Regions from separate parts of the Zea mays genome. Here all the other regions are linked to region 4. A link is a contact called in public Hi-C data. All regions are on one chromosome and are shown on one strand. Each heading gives the region's core, a stretch centred on a gene start, on an enhancer-like site or on the middle of the called end of the contact. The rest is flanking DNA. Distances are from core to core; before and after follow the strand shown.

Region 1 (3,085 bases), core at 353-2,852, 280 kb before region 4:
TGATCAGTACACCTTCTTGGAGAAGAAGGTCCGGAGCCCGAAGAGCACCTGCGGCGGGTTCCCTTCCTCGCCGGCGCCCTCCACGTTGTTCCGGCACCCGGCAGCTGGCGCGGCCACGCTCGGCGACGCCTTGTCGTCGCTGGCTGCATCTGCGTCCGCGTCCGCGGCCGCGGCGGGTTCCTGGGCCGGGGCCGCCTTCTTCTTGCCGCCCACCTGCTTCTGCTCGGCGGCGGTTTGCTGCAGCTTGTTGCGCCTCAGCTTCCACACGGCGCTGGGCCGCCCCACGCGGATGCCGCCGGGCCCTGCTGCGTTGTTGTTATTACGGCCCTGTCCGGGCACCCACCTCCTCAACATGGACGTGGCGCTGGATGTGCCGGCGGCGGTCAGTGGCGCCGCCTGAACCTGGGTGGCCGCGTCGGCGTCTTCTTCTCCGGCTGCTGCTTCTGGCGCTGCAGTTGCAGTGGCGGTGGGGATGGTCGGCACAGGCCCGGAGGACTCCCCGCGGGAGTTGCTACGGGAGCACGGCGCGCTGCTCACCTTGCGCGGGACCGGCGCCGGGGCCGGCGGCGCGCTCGGGGCGGTGGCATTGGCGGTGGTGTTGGCGTTAACGCTGGCGCCGCCGCTGGCGGCGACGGCGGCGTTGGGGTTGGGGTTTGGGTTTGGATTCGGATTGGGCTTGGCCCTACTCAAGGTGCCGGCACCTGCTCCGGCGGAGCGGCTCCTGGAGAAAGGCCATATGTTGATGTTAATCAGCTCGGCGTTCCCGCTGACGCTGCTCACGCGCCGTTCCACCTTCTTGCGCTCCTTGCCCTCGGCGCCGGCGCCGGCGCCCGCCTTGAAGATGTCCTTCCACTTGAACGTGACCGCGGGGAGGTCCGGCGTCGGCGCGATGGCGGACTCCGCGAGCGGCTGCGCGGCCTCCCCTTCCACCTGCGCCTGCGCGTCAGGCAGCGGGAGCGCCGCGGCGTCCGCGTCCGCGTCCGCGTCGGCTTGAGGCTGAGGCGCGCCGTCGCCGTCCGGAGCGCCTGGCGCCTGGAGGGTGTGGAGCGGGAGCACGACGCCGCCGGAGAAGAGCTCGTCGGCGGTGAGCAGCGCCGGGGACGGGTTCCTGCCCACCATCCAGAACTCGAACTCCGGCGACGCGGCGTGGGACGGCGAGGACCTCCCGGACTCGCACTCCGGCGGCGGCGGCAGAGGAGGAGGAGGTAGCGCCCCCACGGCGTCCGCCATTGCCGCTGGCAGCGGCTTGTCCCTGCTCCGGCGTCGGCTCGGATCTGGGAGCCACTCGAGGCGGCGGCGGCGGCGGCTGCAAAGGGAGATGGACTACAGAGTCATGCTGCTGTGACTGTGAGGTGTGAGCGGAGCTTGGCGAGCCGCGGGAGGTGTGGACAGCGCGACCTGACGCGTTATTTATCAATCACATCAACTCATGAAGGTCTGGTGGTGGGGGCGTGGGAGAGGTGAGTGATGGTGGTGTGGCAGCAGTGGCAGCCGTTCAGGCTCGGCTCGGCTGCCGCTGCCGCTGCCACGATTTCCGCCTCGCCTGACGCGAAAACGCAGCGTTGCATATGCGCTCTGAAATCTTTGTCTGGTGACGCTCTTTATTCGCCCGTTTCTGGGGACGGCCGCCCCCACCGTCACGTTTACTTGCTTGCCTAGTTGCCTTGCCGCTCTCTCTCACTCACACACAGTGAGTGACACACAGCGCGAAGAGAGTGAGGTCAAGGCGTTGGACGAGTGAGTGCCGTTAAGCAACAGGTCTGCTCACACCCACATCCGGAGCTTAGAGCAAACCACAGGACAGACAGGCCGTAGGCACCACCACATGTCCGTACTGAACGCACTGTTGCGGTACCCAGGCGTGAACCGAACCCACGCCGCTGCTGCCTGCACCGATCCCAGATGGCTAGAGAACCTGCCCAGCCCAGCCATGTCGCAGTGGAAACGATGAGCTCGCACGGACACAAAACAGAGCAAAGCAAGCAGTCGCGTTATCAGGTGGTTGGGTTCGTTGATGCCGACCGGGCCGCCACGTCAGTTTCGGTGGCGCGGAACAGTGCCCCAGCCGCAAGCAGCTACAGCGATGCCCCCCCGTCGGCATGCGCTTGTCACTCGCACACTCCACGTCCACGGATATACAACGGTGGTTGCAGGCGTTGTGTTGTGTCACGTCCGATCCCAATAATATTACGGCGCGTACGTACGTACGCCGTGCCGGTGGGCTCGGGGGGACCACGCATAACGTGCAGGTCGTTGCGTCGGTTGCAGGTATGCGGGTGCGTGCTGTGCTGCATGCGCTTGCTGAAACGAAACGAAACGAAACGCGACGGGGGGATTCGGTCGGCGGGAAGCAACAGGGAAGCCGTAGGCCGAACCGGACACGGGTGGTTTGTGCAGGGAGCCAGGGAGGGGAGGGAGGTGGACATGCCACGATGATGCGCTTGCACCGGAAAGGAGGGGGAGGAAGCGGCCGCCGGTCGGATCACGTGGTTCGTGGTGCCCCCATGCAGCTTGCTAGCCTGAAGCCAGCCGGATTAACCAACCACCGATCGATCAATCATGCATGTTCTGCTCCTCCGGCCTAGGTATATACTCGAAGAGAGTAGTAGCTGAAAGGCGCCTGCCTCGGATGCCCAGCACAACTGTCTGGCAATGCAACCAATGCGTGGGGGGACGGAATGGCCAATGGCGCTTAACTGGAGTAGTACCCGCAACGCAACCGCTGCTGTAGCACACGCCCTTTCGCTCGTGGATCCTTGTCCCCCCTCCATATATATCTCTGCACGGCACAGCAGTGCCACAGACTGTATCACCCGCTCACCAAGGTATGTATGGTTTCACGGTGCAGCTGCAGCTGCCGCAGCCGCTCGCTGTGGAAGCTGGGTGCTACAGCCGCCCGCGCTGCGCCCCATCGACCCTGACTGACGACGCCGAGATCGTGTCTGTCGGACCACAAAACGCAAAGAAGGGTCCTGCACCTCTCACATGCATGCAGGCCGGGCGCGTTCTGAGTTCTGACCAAGTCGTGAACAGCCGCATCGCAATCGGATCGCCGTCTGAAAAGATTCTCGGCTGTGAGAGACAC
Region 2 (3,162 bases), core at 282-2,781, 410 kb after region 4:
GCATCTGTTGCTAACGGGGCGGTGCCGGTGCCGCATACTATTGTTGTGTAGCTGAGGTTTGTCAAGGTGGCTGCTGGCAAGGTTAGCCGAGGAAGTGGAGTTCAATAACAGGATGCGGAAACTGTGCCGCTCCTTGCCGAACTTAAGCCCCGTTACGTTGTCGCACAAAGTTTATTTCCTAGCACTGTGCTTGCTGCTTATGTTTGTTTGGATGTGCCAACCTGCAGTGACCCTCGTGGAGCCTGGGTCTCACGCTCCTCTTACCTAGTGTGATGTGCAGAAAAAGTGTGATGCTGTAAAATTATGTGATTGCCTAGCAGATGTCAAATTTTCAATCAGTAGCTAACTCCTTTTAATGGTACAGGCTTGCATGATTTCATCTGCAAAAAAGAGAGGGCGGGTTGGGTGTCAAATCTAGCCGGATGTTTTCGCAAGTTTGTGATAAAAATTGTGCTGTACACTTGTGTTTATGCAGTTGCCCTAGGCGTCAGTGGGCTGAAAGGTAATATCTGTGAATTATATACTGTGTGCTGAAAGCAGTTGTCATAATAATGATACGAAAACAAAATCTTATGTCGTTAACCTATATAATTTTTTTTAAAAAAAATTGCCGATCAAATCGAAATATTTGATATAATAAAACATAATACTACTAGATGGAGGAAAGTTAGACTGACCGAGTATGGAGGAAGTATCTAAGGGGGTGTTTGGTTTCTAGGGACTAATGTTTAGTCCCTTCATTTTGTTCCATTTTAGTATATAAATTGACAAATATAGAAACTACAATAGAGTTTTAGTTTCTATATTTGATAATTTTGTAACTAAAGTGGAATAAAATGTAGGGACTAAAAATTAGTCCCTACAAACCAAACACCCTTTAAGAATGCGTGGCGGAAGTAACAGAAGAATGAAGGAGCGACGACCTAGCCATCCATCCGCCGCCGGCGACGGCGTACCTGGTCGAACTGGCGTGGTCGAGACGGAGAGAGGACCCCAAGCCGCCCGCTCTCGTAGCATTTGCATTGCACGCGAGCTGAGGCATTGTCTCCCGGCGGCCGGCGCCAGGTGTTCGGCCTTCTGGTGCACGGCCACCAGCGCTCGCCGCCCGGCAGCGGTATATATACTGCCCGGCGGCGTCCCCGGCCCCTCACCTCAGGGAAGCGGCGCGGCGCGGTGGTCAGTCCCGTGTCCCGTCCCGCGGGCGACACATCACCACCGCCATGCGTCTAAACAGTCGTGTCGACGCGGGATTGCGCGGGTCGGCCGCCCGACGGGTGGCGTGGGCCGCGTCGACACGGTTGGATTTCGATCGGAGGCCCGGAGCTGCTCTCTCTGCAGTCTGCTATGGTCCCCACATCCGCATCGCACGCCTCGCGGCATTATCCAGCCCCAGCCGTCAGCCACTCAGCCGCCTCTCGTCGACACGAATGCGCAAAGCAAACACCACGCGGGCCAGGCCAGGCGCGCACGCACGGGACGGGGGCATCCGAACACCACCACCCAGCACCCACCAGCTCGGCGAAAAAAAAGAAGGAAAATTTTAGATACCCTGCCGCACGCCGCGACCTTCGGCCCCGTCTCCGGTCTCCGCCTTCCCCCACCTATTGGGGAGCGCTCCTGATTCGCGGGAGCCAGCGGGCGAGACAAAGAGAATCCCCCGCTCCTGCGCCGCCGCGGATCAGCGCCGTCGCCGATCGGAGGCTCTCGCTTCCCCCGGCGGGCGGCGCGCGCCGGGAGATGGACGGCGGCGCGGGCGCGGGCGCCGGCCGGAGGAACGTCTCATCGTCCTCCGGATCCAGGAGGAGGGTCCTGCCCGCCGAGAACGGGCACGGCCATGACGCCCCGCCGCCCTCCAGGCGGTCCTCCGTCTCCCTCTCCCGCGGCCACTCCACGTACGTGATCCGCCGCACCCGCCTTGCTCTGCCCTTGTTATGCGTAGCGTAGACCGTGCTCCGTACCTACCGTCTCTGTGGCATGGACGCATGGTGTCTTCGGATCAAGGCTTCAAGCGTCGCGTCGCGTGTCAACCTGGAGTAGCTTCCGTGTGCCTCGCTTTGTTTGTAGCTGGGAGCTTCCATAGCCTAGATTTGACACCTCCCCCGGTTTGTGGAATCGATGGATGTTACGCACTTTTTAGTCTAACAATACCAAGTACGGGCCGTTTTTCAGTTACAACAGACAAGTGCTGAATCCCATTCAACTCTTACAACCATGCCGTACCACATACGCATGACTCCGGCTGTGGAATTTCGCGTGTAACGTAAACCACACACGTTTCACTAACACAAGCAAGATTGCAACACGACATTGATTGCTGTCAAGCCATGATTATATTGCCATGCCTGCTCTATCAAATGGACAAGACCAAAATCTTCACAGCTGAAAAAAAACGTACCTCGTGTGATTCTTTCCAGGTCACTGACCGGCGAGAGGACCGTGAAAAGGCTGAGGCTGTCCAAGGCGCTGACGATACCGGATCACACAACCGTGCACGAGGCTTGTCGGAGGATGGCGTCACGCAGGGTTGACGCCGTGCTGCTGACTGACTCCAACGCTTTGCTCTGTGGGATCCTCACCGACAAGGTGAGGGGATGTTCCTTCGCTTTTTTTTTCGTGTCAGTGCCGCCTTAGATGTTCCCATTTCTCACTGTATGCTGTATTTTGGGAACGCTGGTCAGGACATAACCACAAGGGTGATTGCTCGTGAGTTGAAGATGGAAGAGACACCGGTCTCCAAGGTCATGACCCGAAACCCTGTATTTGTTCTCGCGGACACGCTTGCAGTCGAGGCGTTGCAAAAGATGGTGCAAGGTCTGTGAATGCTCCCACGGTTTCTGTGCGCCTCACCTATATTCATCTTTTAATGTTCCCTGATGAAACGTATCCTTCGGTTCCAGGTAAGTTCAGGCATCTGCCTGTCGTGGAGAATGGCGAGGTCATTGCAATTCTGGACATAGCCAAGTGCCTATATGATGCTATTGCACGGATGGAAAGGGCGGCGGAGAAAGGAAAAGCAATTGCCGCTGCCGTCGAGGGCGTTGAAAAGCATTGGGGAGCAGCTGTGCCTGGTCTGTACTTGACATATTCCCTACCTCTTCTCATCTTTATTCTACATTTGGAAATGAAATTATGCATCCAACTTCATTCTACTACCCTTCACCT
Region 3 (3,353 bases), core at 135-2,634, 420 kb before region 4:
CGCTGCCGTCGCCGTCCTTCTTCCCGCCCGCCTGGGCGGCGCAGCGGGAGGCCCACCAGTCCACCATGAACTGGTTCGCCGCGTGGGGCTCCGCCTCGGGGAGGCTCCACCCGAAGTCGGACAGGAGGGGGCACCCCCCGCCGCCGCCGACGACGCCGGCGGCCGCGGCGAAGGGCAGCGCGGCGACGGCGTGGCGCGAGGCGGCCGCGGAGAGCGCGAGCGTGAGCTCGCGGGCGTTCGCCGCGACCAGCAGGCGCCGGCCCTCGGCGGGGTCCCGCCGCACGCCGTAGCCGTCCTGGAGGCAGTGCCCGAGCTCGCGGAGCGCGTCGACGTGGCCCAGCGAGGCCGCGCGCGCGCACAGGGCAGCCCCCGCGCGCAGGTCGCGGTCCGACTTGGCCCCGCCGCTGCCGTTGAACTGGATGACCGCCAGCGAGTAGAGCGCCGCCGCGTGCCCGCCGACGGCCGCCCTCGCCAGCAGCGCCGCGCCGCCGCTGCGGCTGCCCAGGCAGTAGAAGCGGATCTGCAGAAGCGAGCGTCCCAGGTCAGCGCCCATATCCACCATGACCATGCCATGCGCGCTTGAGTCGAGAGGAAGCAACGGAATCGACCCGATCAAGTCTACTTGCAACTCGTTAGGGTTTGGGTCGCGTGGCGTACCATGCCCAGGTTGTAGCAGGCCTCGAGGTTGCCGGCGTCGGCGCAGCGCTTGAGGAACCTCTGCGCCGGCTCGGACCACGCCGCCGCCTTGACCGCCAGCGACGCCGGCGAGGCCTTGGCGAACACCATGTCATGGCTGCCGAGCTCGTTCAGCCTCTTGCACCTGCAAACGCGAAAGACGTCAGCGCACGATCCTTGGCCTCTCCCTCCAGCTTATGTTTCCGAAAACAGCACAACTGCCGTCGCTCCCCCCCACGCATTTCGATTACTCCATAGCGCGAGGGAGACGGTGCGCTCGCCGTGCGAGGAAACACGAGGAGTTGATGACAAAACGCAAAGGATGCTCGGGCAGGCAGGCAGACGTACGTGAGGTGGACCGAGAGCAGGTCGGACGGCGCCGAGGAGGCGGCGGCGAGCTTGGACAGGATGGAGAGGACAAGGTCATCGGGAAGCGCGTCCAGGTAGTCCGGCTCGCCGGCAGGCCGCTTCCTGCGCCCGCCGCAGTCGCACTCTCCGGCGACGGCCGACGGCGACCTCTTCCTCTTCTGACCCACCAAGGCAACCACCTCGCCGCCGTTGGAATACCGGGACCCGCTCCTCGTCCTCATCTCTCTGTACCTCCGCAGGAGTCGTCGCTGCCGGGGGGAAAGCGGGACGGGGCGAGCGGTGGGAGAAAAAAGGTTAAACGACCGCGCGCGCGGGCGGGCGAGACGACAGGGAGAAGTGCGGAGCGGTGTGCTTGTGTGCTAGAAGGGCGAGCAAGGCAGAGGGCTTTTATATAGGAAAGGAGCTAGGAGGCGAAGGAGGAGCGTCTCCGCCGTACCGTGGGCCGTGGAGGGGTCCAGGCTGTCATTGGAGGTAGCTAGCTTCAGTTTTTACTGCTTTCAATGCCCTTCCAAATGTGCCAGTAGTATTCGCAGGGGCGGAGCTGACCGCATGAGTGCTGCGAATGCGCGCCCACGCAGACTGCTCACCTCTTCAATGAAAAGCATCAATGCTCGCCAGTAGTACCAGTGCTTTATTTACCGCCTGCTTTTTCTGAGGGAAAAGCCTGGGAAAAACAAGGACACTGCAATGGGGGGGAGTTTCCTCTCCTTTTTCATACTTGCGTTTGCCGTTTGGGTAGTATTAATAAATTACTTACTTAAATATGTGATTATTATATTGGTTTTGCTTATCTAACAAGATTTGGAACTGTTTAACTCCTTACAGACAAGAAGGATTAATAGAGTTTTGTGTTTTTTTGGATTAATAGAGTTTTATTTTTATTTATTTTGGTTTGTTTTATTTGAGACGTCCGGGGATAGTACAGTCAGAATGTGGTATTAATACACCCGTACTGAGTACTACACCTTGTAGTCATGTTTTCTTTAACAACCATGGAGTCCTGTTGTTTGCTTTTATTTTCATACTATATGACTTGCGGATTAAAACTTACAGTACTACAACGAAATTTCTCTGCCCTCGTTTCAGTTTCTCATTGCAATGTAACGGTGGCTTTTGCAAGCTGGAAAAGTATGTATAAAGAACTTTTAATATGTTAACACAAAAAGATTGTAACAATCCAACCATTAACCCCCTCCTTAGCCCGTAGTATATCGCAAAATTGTATGTGAACAAACTGCCAATCTGAAACGGCTAGAATTTTTTTGTCGACTTGCTCATGAAGGGGTTGCTTATACCGTAGTTATTATAACAGCGCTTCGGTATAGGTAGAAAGGCTGCTTACGGGATGCGTCAGTGTCCCTATGCTGGGTAATGTTGGGATTCCTTCGCTGCGGATATCGAGGTTAGAGCCCTGCTCGGGCGAGGCAGAAGTCTTTCCGAGGCGATGGTCGATCCTTCCCTGACGTGTATCATAGTTGGCGGGGTGGCCGCCTGCGGGATTCGCGGTGGAGCAGGTAACCGAGGCTGAGCTCGGGACGAGGCGGAGACAGCACCCGAGGACGAGATCAGCATCGGGCGAGACAGATATTACGCCCAAGGGCGAACCCAGCGTCGGGCGAGGCGGATATTTGCGCCCGAGGGCTGGTCTACTATCTCTGTCGTTATCAGATGTCCCATCAGGGTATGGCAGATGGCGTGTGTGTACAGTGACACGACTGTAATCATGCTATTGCGCCTAGACGCGTCTGTTGTCTTGTTACCACTGTGCTCATGTACATCGACTTAGGGTAGGTGTGCGCATTAAATGCGAGTGTCCCCCGCTGCCTTCGGGTGTGCCTTGTCCTCTCTGCTTGATACTGGCTCAGACGAGATGGACGGAGCGATGGTAGGACAAGGTAGCTTCGAGCATAAGCTGTGATAGGCTCGGGCGAGACGGAGATTTGCCTCAGGCGTAAAACCCTCAGGGAGAGGTCTCGGATGAGGAGGTGACGTGGCCTCTTACCTTCGGGGTTTACATCTTAACCTTTCCTGAGCGTGTTTTTAGAGGTGTAATTCGGATACCCCTGATTATCTCACCGACATACGTCTTCTTCGTCATACTAGAGGGATCATCATCCATGGGATATTCAACATTCATCTTCCATCGACTAGTGCTGCAGTGTGGATAACTCCCTAGTTTCTCGTACTCACCCCGATACAGCATGCAGTGGTTAGGGCAAGTGTCAAACTTCTTTAAGTTTCATTGCCACTAGGTGGATCAACTTCTTTTCCCGATAGGTATTCATAGGCACTTTGTTACCCTTAGGAAA
Region 4 (3,252 bases), core at 113-2,612:
TCCCTGTGCCTCTCTCAGAACAGTACGCGCGCGACTCTTTTTTTCTTGACCATTGGTCAGCGTGTGAAAACTAGGAACCAAACAGTACGGCATCGCATCACTACTACGACTAGAGCTAATCAAGACTTGGGAACTTGGACCTCACGTAGTTCCATAGCTGCATCGGCGGCAGCGGAGATAAAAATAATAATAATCCTCGTCAGGGGAATAAAACTATGCTCTTAATTACAGTCCTCTCCCTGCTGAGCAAATTGAAAAGAAAGGCGTAGATACAATACACTTTGCTTCGCTAGAGGGACCACGTCGTCAACCCAACACAAAGGAGCTAGGTAGAGAGAAGTCGACCATGCACACAGCACATTCTTCACACCAAGGTGCTTTAAGAATATATGTTACTTTTTTTTCGGTCGAGGCTGTAAACAAAGCCGTCCGCTAGCTGCTCACAACTAGGAGTATATGATATCGGTTTGTTTCTGTTCCATGAAAGCCAATTCGCCGGTTCCGCTTATTTTATGTAAGCGCGGAACCTGTATTGTACTCTTATCGCTACAAAAGGTGAAAAAATATATATGGATGTTCAGTACATGTCGAGGCGAATCTCGGAAATACTATCGTATTCGCGATGCGTGGTACCAATGCTTCTCGCACTCTTGACGCCGTTTTTAACAATTCTATTATATGCTTCAATCTATACCGACTTCTACTGTATTTATAGTGTCTTGTCTTTGTGGATTGTAGCTGTAACGGTCCAAACAGATAGCTTTAGTCTGATCAAGGAAGAAAATGAAAAACACATGCTAAAATGTTTAAACCTTAGAATCTACTAAGGGTAGCACAGCAAAGGAAGGAGAAGTGCTAGGAAAGAAAGGCTCTACGGACTACGTAGATTGTCTATCATATCAAGCTCTACGTGAGTGTGACAGTGACAAAAGGGAAAGAAAAATACATGCTCAGATGTTCAGACCTCAGGACCCAAGAATAGCACAGCAAAAAAAAAAAAAAAGAAGGAGGAGACGCCCTAGAAAAGAAAGGCTCTATCTACCGTGGATGTGGGCATATAAGCTCATGCATCTCATGACACGCGCTTTTGGGAGTGCATGGAGCAATATTGGATGATGCCGTGGTGCGCTCTGGCTGTGGTCTGTGAAACATGACCATGTCAGCTGGGACGAGGCAGCATGGCACAGTAGCACACAGCAGCGGCAGCGGCAGCACAGCACAGAACACAAAAACGCAGTAGGGAAAAGAAAGAAGAAGACAGGAGAAAAAGCTGCTCCTCCTGCCCCTGCGCCTGCCTAACCTCCCCTCTCCTCCCTTTTTTCCATTGCTCCTCCATGTAAATCCAGCTCTTTCCCAACTTTTGTACTTTTCCCCCCCCTGCCCTCCACCTCCACTCCACCCCCGCTACAAAAGGTGAGAGGGAGGAGGAGCCTCTGCACTTAAGTTTTATTAGTCCTTCTCATCAGCCATCAGAGCCCCTCTATCTCCGGGTTTCTGTTAACGAGTATTGTATTTTAATTAGGAGGGAGTGGTTCAGCTGGTGCGCGCAGTGGTAGCTCTCCTCATCTTTGCCGCCTTGCCCATTTGCTGGCGCAGTGACTGAGCTTCCTTGCAACCCCACTTGAGAAGAAACCAATCCTCAAGCGCAAGGAGGCAAGGCAAAGCCTACTCATAGGGGCTGCCGAGCTGAAGGAGCAAACCGGAGGAAAAGGCAGTAGTAGCTAGCTAGCAGCAACCACCAAAGAAGGGAGAATCCTCCACCTTGCTCTTGGTGGATGTTCTTCACTGCATTGCCTTCAGCCACTCCGTCCTCCGCTTGCTTCTTGTTCGAGAGTGGTACCTGCTGCTGCTTCTTCTTCTTCCCTTTTTATCTCTGAAATCTTTTGCCACACATCCATCTGCTTGCTGCTGTGTGTCTGTCTGTCTGTCTGATTCCTTATTTCCTTCTCCTTCTCCCTCTCCCACCTACCCTCCCCAACCACACATCACACCCACACACTGTATGTTTACTGCCATTGGTAAGAAAATAAAGAAGGGGGGAGTCGAGTGAGCAGTGGGAGGTGCCCCCAGCTCGCCTCTCGGGTCTCGGCAATTATTGCCACCTTTGGAGTTTGGAGTCCTCCAATAGGAGTCTCCTCCGTCGTCGTCCTGTTCCTGTGCTGTCTGCAACCACTGGCACTGCCCCGCCCCCTTCCCTCCTCTTCCTTGCCTTCCCTCGCCTCGTCCGCCTTTTTCTCGGAGGAGAGGAGGTGCTTGCTTCCATCCATCCATCCGTGTCCTCCGCTCGCTTTAAAGCTTAACCCACCGCTCTGCCCGGCGGGCGGCCGAGCACCCAAGAACCCAGCCCCTTGTCTCGTCCCTTCCTTTCTTGCCGCTCCCGCCCGCTGCTCTTGGATTCTTTAATTGCATGCTGTTGCTGTTGCTGCCGCCGCCGCCGCCGCCGCTGTGATCTCTCTCTCTCTTTCCCGTCCTCCAAAGCTTTTTGGTTGCCATCAACTTTGCTTTTGCTCTCTGGGCGAGCAGTACACAGCTGTTGTTCCGTCTCCAACGGCCTGCGCACGCAGCAGCAGCCAGCAGAGCAGAAAGGCCTCCCAAAATCCACCATTTCGGAGCCGGCCGCCACCAGCGACGGAGGTGCCTGCCTGCTTGGGTTGAGTCCCGAGGAGAGAGCTGCTACTCCCTGTGCAAGGATCCCGACAACAGGCAGGCACGTACACGCGCGTCGGCCTGGGGACGGGCTGTCGCCATGGACTGGGACGCCAAGATGCTTCCTGCCTGGGACCTCGGCACGGTGGTCGGGCCCAGCAGCAGCGGGGGCGGCGCGCTGGACCTGAAGCTGGGCGCGCCGACGAGCTCGAGGGCGGTGCTCACGGCCGCCGCCGGTGCCGCGCCCGCGCTGCCGTCAGCGAACCCTCCTCCGCCCCCGCCTCCGCCGTCGTCGTCCGCGCCGGCGAAGCGGCCGCGCCCGGGGCTCGCGCGGCAGGCGGTGCCCGCGTGCTCCGTGCAGGGCTGCGACGCCGACCTGTCCCGGTGCCGCGACTACCACCGCCGCCACAAGGTCTGCGAGGCGCACTCCAAGACGCCCGTCGTCACCGTCGCCGGCCAGCAGCAGCGCTTCTGCCAGCAGTGCAGCAGGTACGCGTATCTCTGCCCTGCCGTGCTCGTGCGTGCCCTCCGCCCGCCCGGCGCCCGCCCGCCCCATGCATCTTGTTCTTTGGACTTTGGATTCCATTCCCTTGCCGTCCCCCCACG
Region 5 (3,009 bases), core at 490-2,989, 480 kb before region 4:
AAAAGGGACTTGAAGCAGTGGCGGACCCAGAAAAATTCGAAAGCCTAGGCAAATATTAAAAGATAACGTTGACACAAACATAAGCCTAATTGTTGCCCACACTAAAGTATACTGCTGAAATACGTATATTTATACACGTTTGGAGAAGGTGAGCCCGCTCAGCCGCCCGGGGTGGCTGGGCGGTGAGTCCGCCACTAACTTGAAGAAATGTAATATCCCAAAGGAGATGTGTTTGGATAGAAGTGATTGGAAAAAAGCCATCCACGAGCCCGAATCGTGATTAGGCCTTTTCTATTTTAGTTCTCTCAAAAGGTTTTTCCCCTCCCCTTTCTCTCTCTTTTCTCTTTTTGTGACTTCTTGTTGGGTTTCAACTCTAGCCTACCCAACTTGTTTGGTACTAAAAGGCTATGTTGATGATAGTTTATAATAGTGATTTCATATGGTATGTGGTTTGATGTGTGCCTTGCCTGGTGCCCAATTTAAGCTGACACCATTATTTGCAGCAATCAAGGAAGAAGAAGGACAATGACTTCTGGTACGATGTTTGTGGATGGGTGATCCTTGGCGCCGGCATTGTTGCTTGGGTTGGATTGGCAAGAGCAAGCATGCCTCCCCCGACGCCACCAGCCAGGTGAGAACTGATCGAGTGCCAAGAACGCTTTGCAAATGATGGCATGCCTATATTAAGGTGTCCCAGAACCTTCTAGGTGCTAGTGTTGTATGGAGAGGAGAGAGGTGTTTCCATACGGTTTGCTCAAATTTTCATGCTTGTTCTTTTCGAGCCTCATGTGCTGCTGGATAGTTTTGTACTTTGCTTACCTTGATACCGTTTTGAGGCAAAAAACATACAGTGTTGCGACTTTTTGCGTTCTCTATGAATACTGAATGTTCTCAAATGGTGCCATACATAAAGTGGACATGCTGTTCAACACCGCAAATAAATGTATGCTTTGTTTTTTTTTACGACAGCATGTAGAACTCTGGTGTTCTCAAATTTTGCTTTGTGTAATTAGCTGTAGAATTAGGTTCAACTTTATTCTAAGGATCTTTATCCTCCCGTCGTCATCGAGCCCGTTTGGTTCAACTTTGTTCTAAGTATCTTTTCTGATAATCTGTTTGTGAAAAGAATTTGAGTATTTTCTAGGTCCGGAGGAAAATAAAAGTGTTTATAAGGTTTATGATGTAGGTGACGGTTTTCTAGTATTGTAACGACTAGACCGATTCAGTGTTTACGTTGATGTTAGATGGTTTTGACAAAAGTGACTTTTATAGAAACAATCTAAAAAACTGAGCATTTGGGAGTCTACGGACTACGGTACATAGCTTCTCCGCTTCTCGTGAAGCTGAAAGCAGGGCCATCATCTCCCCGTACCCGTCGCGTACCCTACCAACGTCGTACACCTAAAACCCCGTCCGGGCCGGCCGCAGGTGGGCATTCCTGGAAGATCACGAAAAGGTGGCCTTGGCCCATGGTGGCGTGTCACGCGACGCGCTCGAGCGCGGGCTGATGATGCGTTGGTTGGTGCAGTAACTGCAGGGCCAGTCGGTCTCCTAGGACCTAACTCATGTTCGCTCATGATGGACGGACGCCGACGCGTGCAGGTGCAATGCAACCCGGGTCACGAACGACACCTTCCTCGGTACGAAGCACGATTTTCTGTCTGGCATATACACGGTACGGGCAAATGTTGTGTGGGCTAGAATCAGCAGCACGACCCATTACATAGCTAGCAGGGCTGCTGCTCGTGCTCGGGCGGCCCAATCAACAAACAATAGTTGGCTCGGTGGTGGCCTAGACCGCTAGGAGCCCACCAAAATACCACACCCTTTCGTCTGTTAAACACAAAACACCCCCTCCCCCGGCTCCGGCGGTGCAAATACCCTGCTTCCTAGTTCATAGTGTCGCGTCCTCTCGTTTCCACGTAGAGACGACGATGTGGGTCTCGGACTGGTCGAGTAGACCATGTCAAGATCGATGACCAGACGCCGCGTGCTCTGCCTGTGTTTCAACCAGGCAACCCGTGTCGTGTGCACATCTATATACTACTGGGCCTCGATGTCCTAGCTCGCTCTGACCCGGCACGCCCTCTCCTGTCCATGGCTGATGCACGGACAAGCGCGACTTCAAGGCTGGAGCCGTGTCGCGGCTCGGGGCGTACAGTAAGAGCGTGGTCGCGCGTAGGGGTGGGCACGGCTACGGAGTACGGACACGGATGATGCATGAATAGAAGAAAGCCAAATCAAGCCAAAGCGATGCTTCCTTCCTCCTCACGCCTGCTATGCTATGCTATGCTAGCTTTGCACGCGGGCGCGGCACGTTGACCCGATCGTAGGAGCAGGTTGCTGGCAGCAGCAACAGTGCCGGGGCGCCCGGCCGACCGGACGGACCATCACCGTGCACGCATGCATGGGCGCGCCATGGGTTGTTGCATCGGATCCAATCGGATTAGCACATGCCCCTCCTCGTCCTCGCTCATGCATGCATATCACCACTCCCCGTGTGGCCGATCCATGCATGCATGCATGGCATATAGTATATGAGTGCGTTGCAAGCAGCGTCCGATCCAGAGTGGTACCGTACACGTGGTAGTGATGAATAGCAGTGACCGATCGATCAGTCGTCCATCTCCTCCCGCTCCCCCTGTTGGCTGTCTGCTGCTGGCCCCTCAACTCACCTCACGTGATCGACTACGTGAGTGAGTGACGATCAAGCAAGGAAGGACCATGCATGGCGTTCCTTATCATCAGCAAACCATATTGATTGCGGCTTTTGGTCAACAAACACGTACTACGTTCCGCAGCAACAATAATATCCCCTACTTAATGAGGTGCACGTTCGTTCCCAGGAAAAACCAAAAAAAGATATATATATATATATATATATATATATATATATATATATATATATATATATATATATATATATGTGTATATATATATATATATATATATATATATATATATATATATATATATATATATATATAAAGACATACAGAGAAGCTATAT
Region 6 (2,990 bases), core at 387-2,886, 490 kb after region 4:
GCCACTGGGCAGGCCCGTCATGTTTGCCACGGGCCACTAGACTCTATTAGCGCCATAAATTGGACGATTCTGGTTCATCGGGTGCTAGGAATGTGATCAAGATCTTGACTGTGGTGGCTAGGGTTATGGGAAGCGAAACGTGTTGGCTTCTATGTCGCCCATGCCATGTTGATATAACATTGGTGATCAGGGACTATAACCAAGGATAGGGCCATGCTCTCGATCAAGACACAGATTAAGGGTCCGTTTGGTTTCCTTGCAACCGCCACCTGGAACGATTCCTAACTGGATTGCTTGTGTAATTTATATAAAGTTTAATCCGCTAGAACTATTTCTAGGTGGAATCTTGGACAAACGAACAAAGCCTAAATATCATTGTTATCCTAAACGACCGTTTAGACCGTTTACACGCCGTTTAAATGCTACTCAGTAGCTAACCGTTTAGGTCGTTTAATCCCGTACAATCCGTTTTTAGTCCGTTTAAATGCCCATGTAGTCCGTTTAAACGGTAAACAAAGGATGACCGACTGTTTACCGTTTAGCGTTTAGAATCACACTGCTAAATAGGATAAACTCAGAATCAATCATCTTGACCGAATAAGAGAACACTTCCAACAAGGACGGGGCGAAAGGTGGCCAAATAGAGCCAAAACATTAACCCTAGAGACAGGGTGCACAGGCACCATGGTAGATCCAGATTTTATTAGTAAATTAGTTAATATTTACTGTATACTATAAAATATTTATATATTATTTTGGTGGTGCGTCATCTTAATTTGGTTGCTAGCTTTGACCCTGCCTAAAAGGCAGATAGGAGAGGTCATTAAGGACTGTTCAACTGTTGACCATGGCCAACTCCACATGGGTGGCAATTTTGGACGTACCTCATGAAGTTAGCTTTCAGTGACACAACGGTCTTGCCGAGGACAGGTCAACACATAAACGTGAAGAGGAGAGCCCTGCGGGGACTGGCAAGGAGGTTAGCAAGGCGATCATTCGCTATGCTAGCAAGGAAAGGTCCACCATCGAGAATGTCAAAGCTTAAAGCCCTCCTATCACTGTGTTCTAGTGACGTGGAGATGACAATACAAACTTGCTGGTGGAGAGTACTTGTCATCATAGTACAATGCAAGTGCTGCAAGGCAGGAAAGTAAACGGTGCCATGGCACCGGCGGCACACACGGCTTCCTGAAACCGACTTGAGAGACTCGCGGCGCGCTAGAAGAAACGGGGACACGGCAAGCAAGGCAGAGTGAGAACACATACAGTGCTAGAATTTGACTATGGTGGCTTCAACTTTGGATTAGACTTGGGACGGCTTTCGATCTGACGGCCGATCATCGTTTGGGTGTCTCCAATCACAACCACCACGACGGACCAAGCAACGCATCGTTCGGGTGCTCGCGCTGGGCTGGGCTCCATCTTTGTCCTTTCCTGCCTGTGGCTGTGTGCTTGCGATTGCGACAATGCCACCGAGACCGACCGGACCGACTAACCGAGACCGCGGCGGACTGCATTGCAGGTCGCCGACGCCGCAGCTGTTGATCTATAATCCGCCACCTCAAACAACAGAAAAAGCAAAAATTCCCCCTCTCGTGGTTAGCAACCGCCGCGCTGGAATCTGTCGCGCACTTTCCCCGCTTTCCTCCGCCCTGCTCTCACGTGTTCATCGTTGGTTCTCACTCCCCTTCTCGCCCCCTTCAACACTCCGCGCTTCTGCGCGTCATTGCCAGCGGAGGCGCGTCGCTATCGCCTGGGAACAATAAGAGTTTGCGCGTCTCGCGACTGATCGGTGGCGACTGCCACTCGGCGGCGACTTGGACTCGACTTCCGGGCAACAGGGCGAGGAGTCGGCCGGCCAGTCCACTGGGTTCAAATCGGCCTCGGCACCGCGGCGCCCCCCCGCGAGTTCTTGCTGGATTCGCTCGGAGCACGGCGCGGGCTTGTCGGCACGGCGCCATGCAGCAGCAGCAGCAAGGTAACGCCGAGTCCCACAACGCCTCGCTCCAAAGTTGCAACCTTCTGTTGCTTTTGAGCGTTCCCCGAGTGCGATTTCCGGCAAAAGAACCCATGTGAGGGGTCGAGGAAGAAGGGGGACTGCGCCGCCAGGCTGCCTGAAAGTGATCGACAAATGCAACTGGTTAACCATTGATTTTGTTTCTCTGCTATGCTACTTGTACGAAATGCTACTGCTCCCTCACTATATATGTCTTTTGATTTAATAACAAGTTTGTTAGTACTTCTTGATCGAAGAAACGAAGTTACTAGGCTGCGAGAACATTAAAAAAATGTTCTTTTCCGTCTCTGTCTTCTTTATTTCTATCTGAGTGAAACCACCCGCCACCCGGAGTGGTTACGGGTACGGTTGTATACCAATTGGTCATATTTGGAAATTGATTGATGTACCAAATTGAATGGTGGTTAACCATCCACGTGACACTCTATTTAATTGTGAACTCTGAGTCGCGATGTGTTCGGCGTGTTGTAGCTTGCCATCTCTTGTTAACAAATACGGCTGCCTACGGTTTTACTGTACAGGCTTAGACATAGGCAAGCTACAAGAGGTAGTGAAGACCCGCTGGCTAAAGCCTCAAGAAGTTCTCAAGATACTGCAGAATCATGAGCTGTTCACGATTTCGCATAAGCCCCCTCAGAAGCCACAGAGTAATAAATGCATCCTTTGGTTTTGGACCGTAAATACATGATCAAAGCTTTGGCTGATTTAGTCCTGACTGTGATTAAATGAGCCAATCCGAAACCTGCAGGTGGTTCTTGGTTTCTTTTCAACCGTAGAGTACTCCGGTACTTCCGAAATGATGGATTTGAATGGCAAAAGAAGAGAAATGGGAAGACCATTAATGAAGCCCATGAGCGCCTTAAGGTCTGTTCATTTACCCTTTTGGTGGACTGCTGTGCTGTGTTCATGTCTTGGTTAAAGATCTCTCCAGAAGTTAATAGATATGAATGCTGCTCAGAATATGCTTGGGAGT

Evidence for each region. Hi-C and Micro-C count contacts between places; a contact is called where the count stands out from the background.
Region 1: a Hi-C map of endosperm shows a contact between it and region 4, with 2.2 times the contacts expected there. The contact joins the promoter of LOC100278652 here to the promoter of LOC103650833 in region 4. A contact is called at or near these places in 8 of 25 Hi-C or Micro-C datasets (bundle sheath, ear, endosperm and 4 more).
Region 2: a Hi-C map of tassel shows a contact between it and region 4, with 7 times the contacts expected there. The contact joins the promoter of LOC100279329 here to the promoter of LOC103650833 in region 4. A contact is called at or near these places in 6 of 25 Hi-C or Micro-C datasets (bundle sheath, ear, leaf mesophyll and 2 more) and 1 of 3 datasets of contacts at active chromatin or transcription factors (leaf).
Region 3: a Hi-C map of endosperm shows a contact between it and region 4, with 3 times the contacts expected there. The contact joins the promoter of LOC100273107 here to the promoter of LOC103650833 in region 4. A contact is called at or near these places in 8 of 25 Hi-C or Micro-C datasets (bundle sheath, ear, endosperm and 3 more).
Region 5: a Hi-C map of bundle sheath shows a contact between it and region 4, with 2.1 times the contacts expected there. The contact joins the enhancer-like site here to the promoter of LOC103650833 in region 4. A contact is called at or near these places in 5 of 25 Hi-C or Micro-C datasets (bundle sheath, ear, leaf and 2 more).
Region 6: a contact with region 4 is called in a Hi-C map of bundle sheath, with 2.9 times the contacts expected there. The contact joins the promoter of LOC100384320 here to the promoter of LOC103650833 in region 4. A contact is called at or near these places in 5 of 25 Hi-C or Micro-C datasets (bundle sheath, ear, leaf and 1 more).

Annotation. Positions count from the first base shown.
Region 1 is chr3:161,860,006-161,863,090 of Zm-B73-REFERENCE-NAM-5.0, reverse strand. It overlaps LOC100278652, which reads right to left and starts at 1,602. Exons shown (of 1, transcript NM_001372465.1): 1 at 1-1,602. The coding sequence starts at 1,230. The coding sequence ends at 4.
Region 2 is chr3:161,169,345-161,172,506 of Zm-B73-REFERENCE-NAM-5.0, reverse strand. LOC100279329 reads left to right here and starts at 1,531. Exons shown (of 14, transcript NR_176412.1): 1 at 1,531-1,892; 2 at 2,415-2,583; 3 at 2,679-2,811; 4 at 2,898-3,068. LOC100272251 reads left to right here. Exons shown (of 5, transcript NM_001146746.1): 5 at 1-518.
Region 3 is chr3:162,001,673-162,005,025 of Zm-B73-REFERENCE-NAM-5.0, reverse strand. LOC100273107 reads right to left here and starts at 1,384. Exons shown (of 3, transcript NM_001360214.1): 1 at 1,024-1,384; 2 at 658-820; 3 at 1-520. The coding sequence starts at 1,265.
Region 4 is chr3:161,582,028-161,585,279 of Zm-B73-REFERENCE-NAM-5.0, reverse strand. It overlaps LOC103650833 (squamosa promoter-binding-like protein 2), which reads left to right and starts at 1,362. Exons shown (of 3, transcript XM_008676419.2): 1 at 1,362-3,135. The coding sequence starts at 2,747.
Region 5 is chr3:162,058,536-162,061,544 of Zm-B73-REFERENCE-NAM-5.0, reverse strand. LOC100281827 (Mitochondrial import receptor subunit TOM20-4) reads left to right here. Exons shown (of 6, transcript NM_001368107.1): 6 at 504-859. The coding sequence ends at 635. Among protein-coding and RNA genes, the nearest start is that of LOC100281827, 6.0 kb to the left of the region's middle. Within about 2 kb of position 1,739, at least 19 of the 20 cell types and tissues checked have an H3K27ac peak or open chromatin away from gene starts, as enhancers often do. A contact at or near this core is called in bundle sheath, ear, leaf and 2 more, where this site is marked.
Region 6 is chr3:161,093,368-161,096,357 of Zm-B73-REFERENCE-NAM-5.0, reverse strand. It overlaps LOC100384320 (Calmodulin-binding transcription activator 4), which reads left to right and starts at 1,636. Exons shown (of 11, transcript NM_001365702.1): 1 at 1,636-1,978; 2 at 2,539-2,664; 3 at 2,766-2,881. The coding sequence starts at 1,960.